2 separate regions of the Arabidopsis thaliana genome follow, and region 2 is linked to region 1. Evidence: chromatin contacts called from public ChIA-PET data. All regions are on one chromosome and are shown on one strand. The core of a region is the stretch at or near the end of the contact, and the rest is flanking DNA. Distances in the headings are between cores, read along the strand shown. Region 1 holds the start of AT3G57340 (DnaJ heat shock amino-terminal domain protein (DUF1977)). Region 2 holds the start of SIP2 (seed imbibition 2).

What was found. ChIA-PET counts read pairs in DNA pulled down with a chosen protein or histone mark.
Region 2: a contact with region 1 is called in an H3K4me3 ChIA-PET map of shoot, with 11 read pairs. The contact joins the promoter of SIP2 here to the promoter of AT3G57340 in region 1. A contact is called at or near these places in 2 of 26 Hi-C or Micro-C datasets (root and rosette leaf) and 1 of 2 datasets of contacts at active chromatin or transcription factors (shoot).

What each region holds. Positions count from the first base shown.
Region 1 is chr3:21,215,548-21,221,366 of TAIR10.1, forward strand. It overlaps AT3G57340 (DnaJ heat shock amino-terminal domain protein (DUF1977)), which reads left to right and starts at 3,204. Exons shown (of 2, transcript NM_115594.3): 1 at 3,204-3,489; 2 at 3,596-4,938. The coding sequence starts at 3,628. The coding sequence ends at 4,731. ACA11 (autoinhibited Ca2+-ATPase 11) reads right to left here and starts at 1,289. Exons shown (of 7, transcript NM_115593.7): 1 at 658-1,289. The coding sequence starts at 828. AT3G57350 (Nucleoporin interacting component (Nup93/Nic96-like) family protein) reads right to left here. Exons shown (of 15, transcript NM_115595.7): 13 at 5,611-5,792; 14 at 5,216-5,507; 15 at 4,840-5,136. The coding sequence ends at 5,059. It also overlaps AT3G08895.
Region 2 is chr3:21,290,372-21,296,190 of TAIR10.1, forward strand. SIP2 (seed imbibition 2) reads right to left here and starts at 2,800. Exons shown (of 14, transcript NM_115612.3): 1 at 2,591-2,800; 2 at 2,133-2,348; 3 at 1,773-2,017; 4 at 1,586-1,676; 5 at 1,438-1,486; 6 at 1,257-1,348; 7 at 1,048-1,155; 8 at 619-741; 9 at 1-501. The coding sequence starts at 2,323.

The DNA.
Region 1 (5,819 bases), core at 1,954-4,453:
ATCCACGCAAGCAAGTGGACAAATAAAGTTGATGTCTCTGTTTGAGAACGATATGGATCCGCTCCACGAAATTTCCTAGAAACTACGTAAAAGCAAAGGTAATTGCACAACAAGTCAAAAATAACGCCAGACTCAAAAAAAGTCAACACCTATATATGAATATTGTAGACCATATCGTTCTTAATTAGATTACAGTTTGATTTAACGTCCAGAAAATGGATTAATTTTCCTCGAGCTTATAATATAAAAAAAACGTGCATCGATGGAATTATAATGGGAGACACGAAAGCATGACATAAAAAATGATGTCAATTCTCTCTAGTAAGTTTGTTGGCAATTAAATAGCCGTAGTAAATAACTAATCCGTTACGCATTTCGATCATACTCAATATTTCAACATTCTAAATCAATCTTAAAGACTCACTCAACACTAAATTTACGCGTCATTTTGCGTTTGGTTGACTGTACATTAGAAGAAGAAGAAACATAAAACTAATTAACAATAGCAAACAAACACATGGATTCATCAATGGCAAAAAAGTTCCTAAATAGAAGGATCGTGATCTGATAGCGTAAAAGGAAATGATCGAAAACTGTAGTCGAGATGAGTAAATTAACTGAAACAGAGAAAAGTGATGGAAGGAGGAAACAACAGACCTGGATCTGGCATCTCTTCTTCTCATTCTCAGCGAGTTTGTCGAGATTACTGATCATACGGAAACGACGAGCCCGATTTTTTACGAGTCCCACGGAGGATCGCCATCGTTGACGAGCTTCCAGCGACGGATTCTTAGATGCGACCTCGAAATCCTTTAGTAGATTAGACATTACTTTCAAAAAATCTCTCTCTCCGTTTACTTTTCTCTTAAAAAACAGAGAATAATAATCTTCGCCGGCGCGAAGGAAGGTGAAGAGAGAGAGAGGAGAGTGAAGGCTCCTTCGTCCTCTATTCTCTGTCAAACGTGGGAGTTTGTTGTTGTGTGTGAGGTTGCTGAGCAATTTTTATGTAGTGTTACAAAACTCCAAACCCGGTTTACTCGGGTTATCGGGCCGGGCCGCCTTTTCGCATCTGTTGGTTCGTTTTTTGATTATTTTGACGCAATCCAACTTTGAAGAAAGTCTTGTCTTGCGTCCTCTTTTCGTGGGTTTTCGTATGTACGTATTGTTTTGTTGTTGTGGTATTTAAGAGAATTTAATCCATGTTCAAAGATCCGACCCGATAAATCTGCCTAATTTTATTAGGTTTTGTTGTATCAAGTTTTCTATAAATAAATATACCTTTTGATATATTTTTCTGTATTTCTGTTTTTCGTAATTTTTATGTAGTGTTACTAATTCGCAGAGCATGTGACATTAATTACAAGATTGTAAATACTATACTAATCGCAGAATTACACATATATTTCAATGAAACGGTATTTTTAGCATGTATGATTAATGTTCTTAGCTACTTTTTTCCTACATAATTTTGTGTTTATTTACCTAAGTTTATGCTCTCTTCATTTCCATGCAAATGTTACATGTATTTTACAATTAGTGTTACATGACTGTTAATGTTATAGTTGTTTCTGTAATGTTAATCAAATTTACAAATATAGCAATGTTATAAATATGTAGAGGTAGACCGGGATTTTTCGTTGCAGTTGTAACAAAAGATTAACGAAATCTAGTGTCTAATCTGAAAAGATTATAAGACATAATCTTATAAAGTATTTAACAAAAAAAACACTAACAATAAAACGTATAAAGTATGTACATCGTTGATTCGAATGTGCGTGGATCCACAAATAGCAAAAGCCATCCAAGTTGCTCTGTTTTAAGGTATCGCCACTTTATGAGGCTGCGCTGCCTTCTAATAGTATTAATTAATCCCATTATCAACTCTTAATAATATTAATTATTACACCTTTCCTCACCAAATATTCAAAGACTTTTTGTTTCTTTGTATGCAAATCCATTTTAAAATGATTTATTTGCTATTAAACAAATGCTAGATAGCCAAAAAAAACATTGTTGAGAGCCTTTAATCTATTGGTTTACTATTCGGAAAAGTTTAAACCTAGCTTTATGTATAAATGCGGTTTAAACAAGTTGACCAAAAAGAATACATGTTGATCACAAATCTGGTAGCCTTTAAAGAATTCACATTAAGAAGAATTATAGATCCATACAGACACATCTTTAGACTTGTGAACAATCATGCTCTTATATATAATAAACTATAGAGAATTCAGAAAGCTGGTCAATTATAACACATACTTTTTTTTTTTTGATCAACCGAGTATAACATATACATATATGACGTTATATGATGTGAACTTAAATTATTAATGTAATAAAAGGTTGGCTCCATGGTCAGAAACATGCATTTAATATATTAATAGGGAATCCCTAGCTGCCCATTGGCTTCACTTGTCACCCATGTTTGACCCAGTGTCTCCTCATGAGCAAAAGTCTTTATTTAACAACAAGGAAAACTATAAGCCAAGTCTTAATATTACAAGAATAGAAACTAGCCTTTTAATTTTATGGGTTTTCCAGCCCACAAACAAAAAAAAAAACCTCACCACTCTATTCATAATTTAAAAAACGCAATCGTGATTAGTTGTTTGTTAGTGTTTAACAGTTGACACAATCAAGAAGCACAACGTTATTTAGGTAGCATTCTAACAATTCTTTTACGTTGACAACTATTTCATAACCATTTATAAGATAATACATATTTCTGTCCAGATGTGCGGATTTCGAAAATGAATATGAAGATATCAAATGTTAGCGCAAAATAACTAATGAAAGATGAAACAATCTTTCTACTTCTCATCTGAGTCATGGCATTAAATTCTCTAAGCAGATTATGATCATTTCACTACATTATGATTGCAGAAGGAAAAAAAATGAGAAGAAGATAAGAGCACATGGAGTAAACAACTCACAGCTTTAAAGACTCTCAAGCTTGTGTACTATTGATCTTGGGCCTTCTTGATACAATATAGTACATAAGAAAGTTGGTTAGGTCTTCAATAGTCCCACTTGATATTAAGTAATTACTTCAATGCATCTTGTAGGTAAGGAATGATGAAACCTAAAACTACCTAATGACTTATCATACAAATTACCAACAGAGTGTAGACTATACAGCTTTAAGACAAAAGTTTTGCTAATGACCTAGAATCTGAAAGATGCATTAGGGCTCGTCAAGACCTCATCTCTCCACAACAATCGATTTGTAACAATTTCCCATAAATTACTGAACCGAATCGGGACCGGTTTGATTATATGCATTAACAAGTTTGTAACCGGAACAAAACCAGACCAAATTGCTCAAACAATTTTCCAGAACCGGAACTAGTATTTGTCGTTTACGTCGTACCGACATTGGTACGCTAATCCCAGATTTAATCGGAATTGTGTCTTATCTCTCTAACAACAAAATTGTTGTTACCTTCCCATTAGTCATCTTGTAAATTCTTCGAATCTGAAATCCGATCGGTGAGCAGAAACCCTAATTTCGTACAGTCTCATGATTGAGATTTGCGTCTTCTACACTCTCTGTTTTCACTCCTCCTGATTCTTCTCTCAATCTCTTGTTTTCTAGGGCTCGCTTGTTCTGATTTCGTGAGGGTGAACATGGATGGAAACAAAGACGATGCGTTGAAGTGCTTGAAAATCTGCAAAAGTGCTATGGAAGCTGGAGATCGACCTCGCGCTTTGAAATTCCTGGCTAAAGCTCGTCGTCTTGATCCAAATCTCCCGATCGATGATCTCGTATCTGAGCTTAACAACAACAAATCAGACGAACCAGGATCTGCAAAATCGCCTGGATCTGCAGCAGCAAAGGATTCTTCCAATTCTTCAGATCGGCCTTCTTTACGTCAACGTGGATCGTCAACAACGTCATCGTCTTCTTCGATGTCCTACACTGAAGAACAGATCTCAATCGTGAGAAAGATAAAATCTAAAAAGGATTATTACGAGATCTTAGGTCTTGAATCCAACTGTTCAGTGGATGATGTGAGAAAAGCTTACCGGAAACTCTCATTGAAAGTTCATCCAGATAAGAATCAAGCTCCTGGTTCAGAAGAAGCTTTCAAATCCGTCTCCAAGGCATTTCAATGCTTGAGCAATGACGAAGCTAGGAAAAAATACGATGTAAGTGGCTCCGATGAACCAATCTATCAACCACGTCGATCTGCTAGAAGTAATGGATTCAATGGTGGATACTATTACGAAGACGAATTCGATCCCAACGAGATTTTCCGAAGCTTCTTCGGTGGAGGAGGATTCGGTGGTGGAGGAATGCCTCCTGCGACTGCTCAATTCCGATCATTTAATTTCGGAGCTACTCGTCAGAGAACAGCTAATAACAATCAAGCACCTGATGCAGGTTTCAATGCTCGTATACTTCTCCAGCTTCTTCCTGTTGTCTTCATACTTCTGCTCAACTTCATGCCTTCTTCTCAACCAGTTTACCAACTCTCTGCAACTTATCCTTACCAGTACAAGTTCACTACACAGAAAGGTGTCAATTACTTTGTGAAATCGTCTAAATTCGAGCAGGATTATCCACGAGATAGCAACGATCGACACACGCTGGAAGAACAAGTTGAGAGAGATTATGTGTCTATACTTAGTCAGAATTGTAGGTATGAGATGCAGAGGAAACAATGGGGATTTGTTCGTGAAACGCCTCATTGTGACATGATGAGGAGATTTGATACAGCTGCTGCTTGAAACAACTGAAGCTAGTACCAACAATGAGGCACACATTGGTAATGAATCATCAGCTTATAAAACTTTTATAATGTCAATGCCTTCACGAGTCAAACTGGTATATGTTTTTGTTTTCTTTTGTTTTGGATTATAATGCTTTAGAACCTAACATACGATCTTTGGATTTTGTGTGATTATCTCTATGTTAAGATTTTGCTTTTGCTAACCATGCCTGTTTGAGCCCAAAAGAAGAAAAAACAAAAAGTGATCCTCGAGGTTAAGTAACAAAAATGGGTTTAACAGCTTCTTACAAGATCTTTTTTAGACAAGTATTCGAATTTCTTAGATTCAAAAGCTTCGAGCTATCTTCTCGTACAAATCTCGAGGCCAGTTCCGCTGTGTGTTGCTTGCAAGAAACCCAGCAATCTGCAAAACAAATTCATGATTAATATCCATATCATGATCTCTACTGATCATATATATGGCGCAAATTGTTAAAGTATACCTTAGATCTCATGCCCCTGATTGATCCATCAGTGTCAGCTACGTTATCCAAACAGGTCAGAGCAACCTTAAGTAAATCAGGGACACAAGTCTGAAAGTAAGAAGATGCTTTCTGGAACTCATCCGAGGTGGTGTCTGGTTGTCTTGGATCGAGATGAAGGAATGGAAGTTTCGCGACTTCTCTTATGGCATCTAGATGTTTGTTTAGTCTGGCCAACTTGTGGATCGATAATATTGCCTCAAGCTCTCTTAGTATTGTTTCTTGTTCCATAACAAGATGTCTTTCCTGGGCACTGTAGTATAAAAGAATAACACTTCCAGTGAGAACCTCCCTATTCAACAACTACAAAACTTAAGACAAGTAAATGAGTTAGTCCATTGAAGTATGCAATTTACCTGACATCAGGGTGATATTTGTAAGAATTGAGAATGTCATTGCCCGAGAGAACAAGCCCCTCTGTTCGGCTTTCACCATCTGGCCTTCCACGGACAAGGGAGCAAATGGCTTCAGATAGACATTTGTTTATCGTTTCCAAGGCAGACGAAAACGCACCAACTCTCTTCTGTAGTTCTATTGACTGCATTAAATAACAAACCGTAAAAAA
Region 2 (5,819 bases), core at 1,550-4,049, 74 kb after region 1:
TATGCAACCGATGCAATGTGGATGGTGTGAGAAGCAGGATCTCTTGGGTAGAAATCATCGGAAGCTCTAACAATAGCGGTTTGTTTTGCGCTGTAAAGTCCGTCTGTGTTGTGACACATGCAAGATATGCAACCATTATCTGTGAAGTTCCGGGCAATTGAAGCTTCTAAAGCTTGCTGGTAGCTACGAGTGAGAGAGACTCTCCCGCCAAGACCAGCACCTAGGGTTTCAATGATGTTCTGGACGTCAACTTTGACTCCATCTATACCACATGAAGCCAAGTATGAATGCAGTTCGTTGTAGAAGTTGAAAACTTTCTTCGGATTGACAAGTCCGAGACCATGAACAGCAAGGCTGTCCATTACTATATCTGGTTGGTTCCCTAAGACACCTGGAGACTGAACTGGGTATGCTAATGCACTATCATAGTGTTCCATTCCAGAAGCAGCGGGTTTTACTCCACCCCAGTATCCAGCTAAAGCATGCCATGCATAAACTTGCCTGTGGATAAAGAAGTCAAGCCATAAGTATGCAATGTTTTTTGTCAAATGCTTGATGTTGTGATTAAACAATCAGCTTGAAGACCAGAGTGTTGTAAATTAAGAAGAAAGGACATACTTCACATTATGGCGCTGCTTCGCATTGTCAACTACACTCTTTAGTCCTGACACTTGCGTATCCTTCTGATCACTCTTCTGAAATTTTGCATTCTCCTTGATACCAACAAGCCTAGTAGCAAACCTGCATACATAAGAATGCAGAAAAAGTTAGCAATTACCAACAAAATATTATGGTAACAACTGTAGAATATCCTCAAGCTCGAGCTGTCTAGTGAGCACACTCACACTCGGCTTATGAACTAAGGATTCGACAATTCCAATGCATAGATTGAAATAGATGAATCTTATTTTCTTTCAACCACATGAACTTTAGTTTAAAGTACTCAAGCCTCGATCTAGTTTTGCTGGACTATTATTTGGTGAACTGAGGACATATTTAAGATGCCCATCTATGTGACTACAAAAATAAAAGACCGAGAGATCTTACTGTGCTCCTTCCTGAACAACGCAGTTTTCATCTTTCTCTTTGTTTTCTATTTGTTGCCAACCATCGTCTATGATCAGAAACTTCGGAGGGGTACCTCCTTCAGAAAGACTGCAATAAACCAAACACATCAGAGACTCAATAAACTTATACTGCGGTAAGCAATTACAAGTATATTAACAATATGCCACTCTACTTCCATATGAAGGTACCTTTTAAGGCCTTCATCAACACCCTCGGCAGTCACATCTGTGTAGAAAGCGTCCCATGTGCACCAGCCAAACCAGTCTAGGAAAGAAGGAAGCTAAACAAACAAAGTCAAAGACAATGATGAGATCATATAAAATCAGATTGAACTCTTGTTGTGACCAAAGCCATGAAATGTTCAATCACCTTCTTCTTCTCACGATGATGAAATGTCTGCATGTGTCTCTCCACAGCCCTGTAAAATACAAGGATTGCCGCATAAGAAAACATATATAACCTTCACATCAATGAAACAGAGACATAACATAATATTTTGGCTATTTTGCAAACATACTTTACGGATTGTCTGATAACTTCAAAGGGATTGGTTCCAGCATGAACATAAACAAGGTGAGTTCCCTGGCTAGTTTCCACCGCCTTATCTCCTGCAAACACAAAATCAACCAAAAACGAAATTTCAATTCTGGTCTGGAAGTTGTGAGCTCATTTCTATGGATAATCTGTACAACAAATTCCCCTACCACTCTCAAAACAAATCTCAATCTCATTCTTCTCATTTCCTTGCAGAACAGCTCTGAACTGGCCTTCAAGGAGAGGGAGAAAGACGGTATAAACAGTAGGAGCATCATCCCCATTCCCTTCAACCTCATCCTTGCTTTCCAGTAGCATGAACTGTGTCTCCAAAGGAATGTCTTTTCCACAGCTTCCCATTCTCTGAGTCATCCACCATAGCTTAAACCGGAAACAGCACATGAACCGAAGACCCCTGAGAAAGATTTAAAAACAATTTGCTTAAACAAACCATCAAAGGACCTGCGTATTGCTCAAATAAGTTATAGAAAGACGCTATATCAGAGGAACAGGTATATTTAGGTGCTTACTCCAATACACCGATGGGGAACACATGAAGACTCTTGCTTTGTTCAAACGTCGCGCCTATAAATGAACCGGAAACGAATCCATTACCGGTAACCGGAGTTAGGATAATGTTGTCAGGGATTTTGGTAAGGATAGTCTTCCCTTGAACAACGAGGTTATCGTTCTGTACAGAGATATTTGATGTAATCGTCATCTTCTCAACACCGCTTCTAGATTAACTGTATCAGATAATCACAAGGGATAAACCAACAACGTTAAGAAACAGATCCTTCAAGAGGAATTAAACAAACAAAATCCAAATTAGAATCTTTCCAAAAACGGAACATGAATCTAAGATGCCATTTTGAGATACCAATTATCTGCTCATACCCCTAAAGGTCTAGCAAATTCGAAACAATGAATTAAAACATTCAATCAAAATTTGAGTTCGAAACATAACAATGAAACCAGAAGTACTCACCGGATTGCTTCCTGGTTCGTCCGAGCTCGCGGTACTAGAGCGAGAAAACACGGCGATATGAGGGTTGAGAGATGAACTGGAGTTTGCAGAAGCTAAATGTTGCTTGTGCAAAAAAAATAGAGAACAAGGAATCGCCGCCAAAAGTGGTGACTCCTACCGTCAATGAAGAATCAGTAATCAGAACGGTGTGTTTGGCTAATGAAGGTGGCGGAGAAGACGCTTTATATATGCGAGGAGATTTGGTAAGAGCCGTTGCGATGTTGCCACGTGTCATATTATTACTCTTTTTCCGTGGAGATGGAAAAGTTGCTAGAAAAAATCGTGATATTTTTGTCGCTCTCCTATTGCTGAATCAGAGACAACTCATTACAAAAAAAATATACTTTGTTTTTTACTACGTTCTTTCGATTGTGTCAGTTTTTTTTTTGGTAAAAATACCAAAATACTACTAGCATTTAAATTGAATTTCGTATATTTTTATAAACGAATAATAATAATAGTTGTAGTTAATATAAAATTAAAAAATATTAGTTAAAAAATCAGTTTACCCAAATTTTAGCCTACTTTAAAAATGTCAAACGGCTGTTAACGGAGGAATTGCTAATATGAAATGTTGAAATTATGGTTGTTTCTAGCTGTGCAAGAAATCATATTAAACATCGAATCAAATCATATTCTGAAACTGTAAATAATAAATCGTAGTTATTTTTCACTCTTGATACAAATCATCGTAACGAAGCTCAAATGTACAAGAAACGTGTAACGTAGTTCCATACGCCTCTTTTTATAGTATATTTTTCCTAGTTGAATCGCGTGTATTATGGAATGCCAGTAACATATACACATACATCACCGATCATTCACCCATAAGTTTTACATATCTTTAATTAATATTTGTTTGATATCTTTTATAGTCCTAGGAAATGACATATCTGTATTGCTGATCAAATTTGAAAAACTTAAGGACAAAGTCAATTCACGAGTCTGGTTCAGTGGGTATTCAGGTATCTCGATTATATCACATTATCACATTGGCGAGATATTCAGGTATACCTCGATTCTCGGATTCAACATTATGTTCTAAAAGAAGACAAAATTGTGACATCGGATATCTTCGAGGCGAATAATCCACTTTTTAATGTTATAATTTCGACGAGACTATTACTCTTTAATATCTTAAAATAATGCATGCATGAAATTATGTAGTCATGTAAGATACTCACTCTTTAACGAGAACGTTACAAAACTTAATCGTTTTTTCTTTTTTCTCTATCAAAAAAGAACAAGTCGTTTTTCTTCTATATGCGCTATTACATCTTATAAAAACTTTACATGCATAATGTAATTATGCCGGATAATTATGAAATATGTTGTAAAAACCAAATTGATAAATTCGGGAAGATATTGTATATATGGACCGAGGACCGAAGCAATTCCATTAAAATGTATGGTTCATAGTACTTAGAACCGTCTTCAAAATATATATAAACTTTTCAACAAAACGACTATCGAAGCCGCCCAATACTATAAACACACGATATAAACAGACACATGTTTATTACTTTACTTTAATTGAGAAAGTATTATGCAAGTTGTGTTTTAGTTTGACTCCTCTGCGGAGCAAACCATAACAACGTCGCTAAGATACGGACCGTAACACATACTCACACTTGATGTCACGATCCTTATCCGCTTATCTGGAACCACGTGTGTGGTCAACACTCGACGACCGGTTTGAGCCGGGTTAATTCACTTGGCTGCTCTTTCGTACTAAAAGCTACTTCCTGTTGTGGATAATTCGTGGAACGACACACTAATAAATAATAATGCATGGTACGATAATGTTTTAAATCGAACCTAATATATACTGTACGTAGGTCCGTCGATCGGTACGGATTATGAAGATAGAGTTTGGTATATATCGACTCATTACTTATTTTACGGATTATCTTTTATCGTTTTCCTTTGTTGGTTTTTGCATTTCGAACACTTGGTTCTTTTTCATTATTGATTCAGATAAAACGAAAAAAAAGAAAAAACAATCAAGCTCTTTAATGATGTCCTCTTATTCAGTCATTCCTAATAATTGCATTTAACCCCCAAAATAGTTATTAAAGAAAAACGAAAGAAAAAGTACGTACGTAGGTGAATTTTTGTAATGAAACGGCGCAAGTGGGTCTCATCCACGTCAGCTCTGTTTAATCAAATGTTAAAAGATCTAAAGTATCTCCTTAATTAGCATTGATCAGTTCACCATGTCCTTGTCTAGATTCCTTTTTCACTTTGGACTTTTATCATTAGGTGTGTGATACGATTATAAATTTTGTTGGCTCTATGTATATAACTTTAATACGACGATTAATCAATGATAAATTACGGTGATTACTATAATGTTAACTCTGTAATCATGTATAGTGTCCTTCCAAATCATATTGTTATTTACTACAAGGTCGACATCGGACATGTGTATCCTTCGTGTACCGTTCAACCTCACGCCTTTTGCATGATTGATTTGTTTGATTTTCAATAAAATTTGGCAACAATACAAAAATAGCCACGTAAGTCTCCCGTGTCGATGAGACTACTACGAGGTGGATATTTATTAGACGTACCAAAAAGCAATGATTTGAGTTAAATTGCTTTTCACTTGTATGTTTGTGATTATAATACTTAACAGATGTTCAGTGATGCTATTTTTATCTACATTGTGTGGGTATCAGATTTGTAGGATATCAATATCATGAACAGTTGCAAACTCATCGAGTAGATATGATTGTAAATTTTTATTTTTTATAAGGCTGTTGATCAAATATTCAAATGACTGGTGTCTTATGCTTGATGACAATAATATAGAGGACACAAATATTTAGTCCACTTGTTTAGATTTGATGCTGCGATAAGCCAATAACGACGTTTATTATATTTTTGTCTGAATTTTCCTTCTTCTCGACTACTATAGCTATATGGGATTGATAAAAGTTTATGGCCAATATAGTTTCCGTTATATACTTATTTAAAACATTGTACAGTTTTGAAAACAAAACTGTGACCACAAAGACAAAGTCGACCACCAGGACAAAACGAAATGGGACTTTAGTTTCTGATTTTATTTGTACATCTGGCTTTGTGTAAATTGAGTTAATTACAAAATAGGCATTTGTCTTAAGAATTTATTTATTAAGACATTTCTCATATGTCTTCACGAAAACATGTACTTATTTCTTGTGAA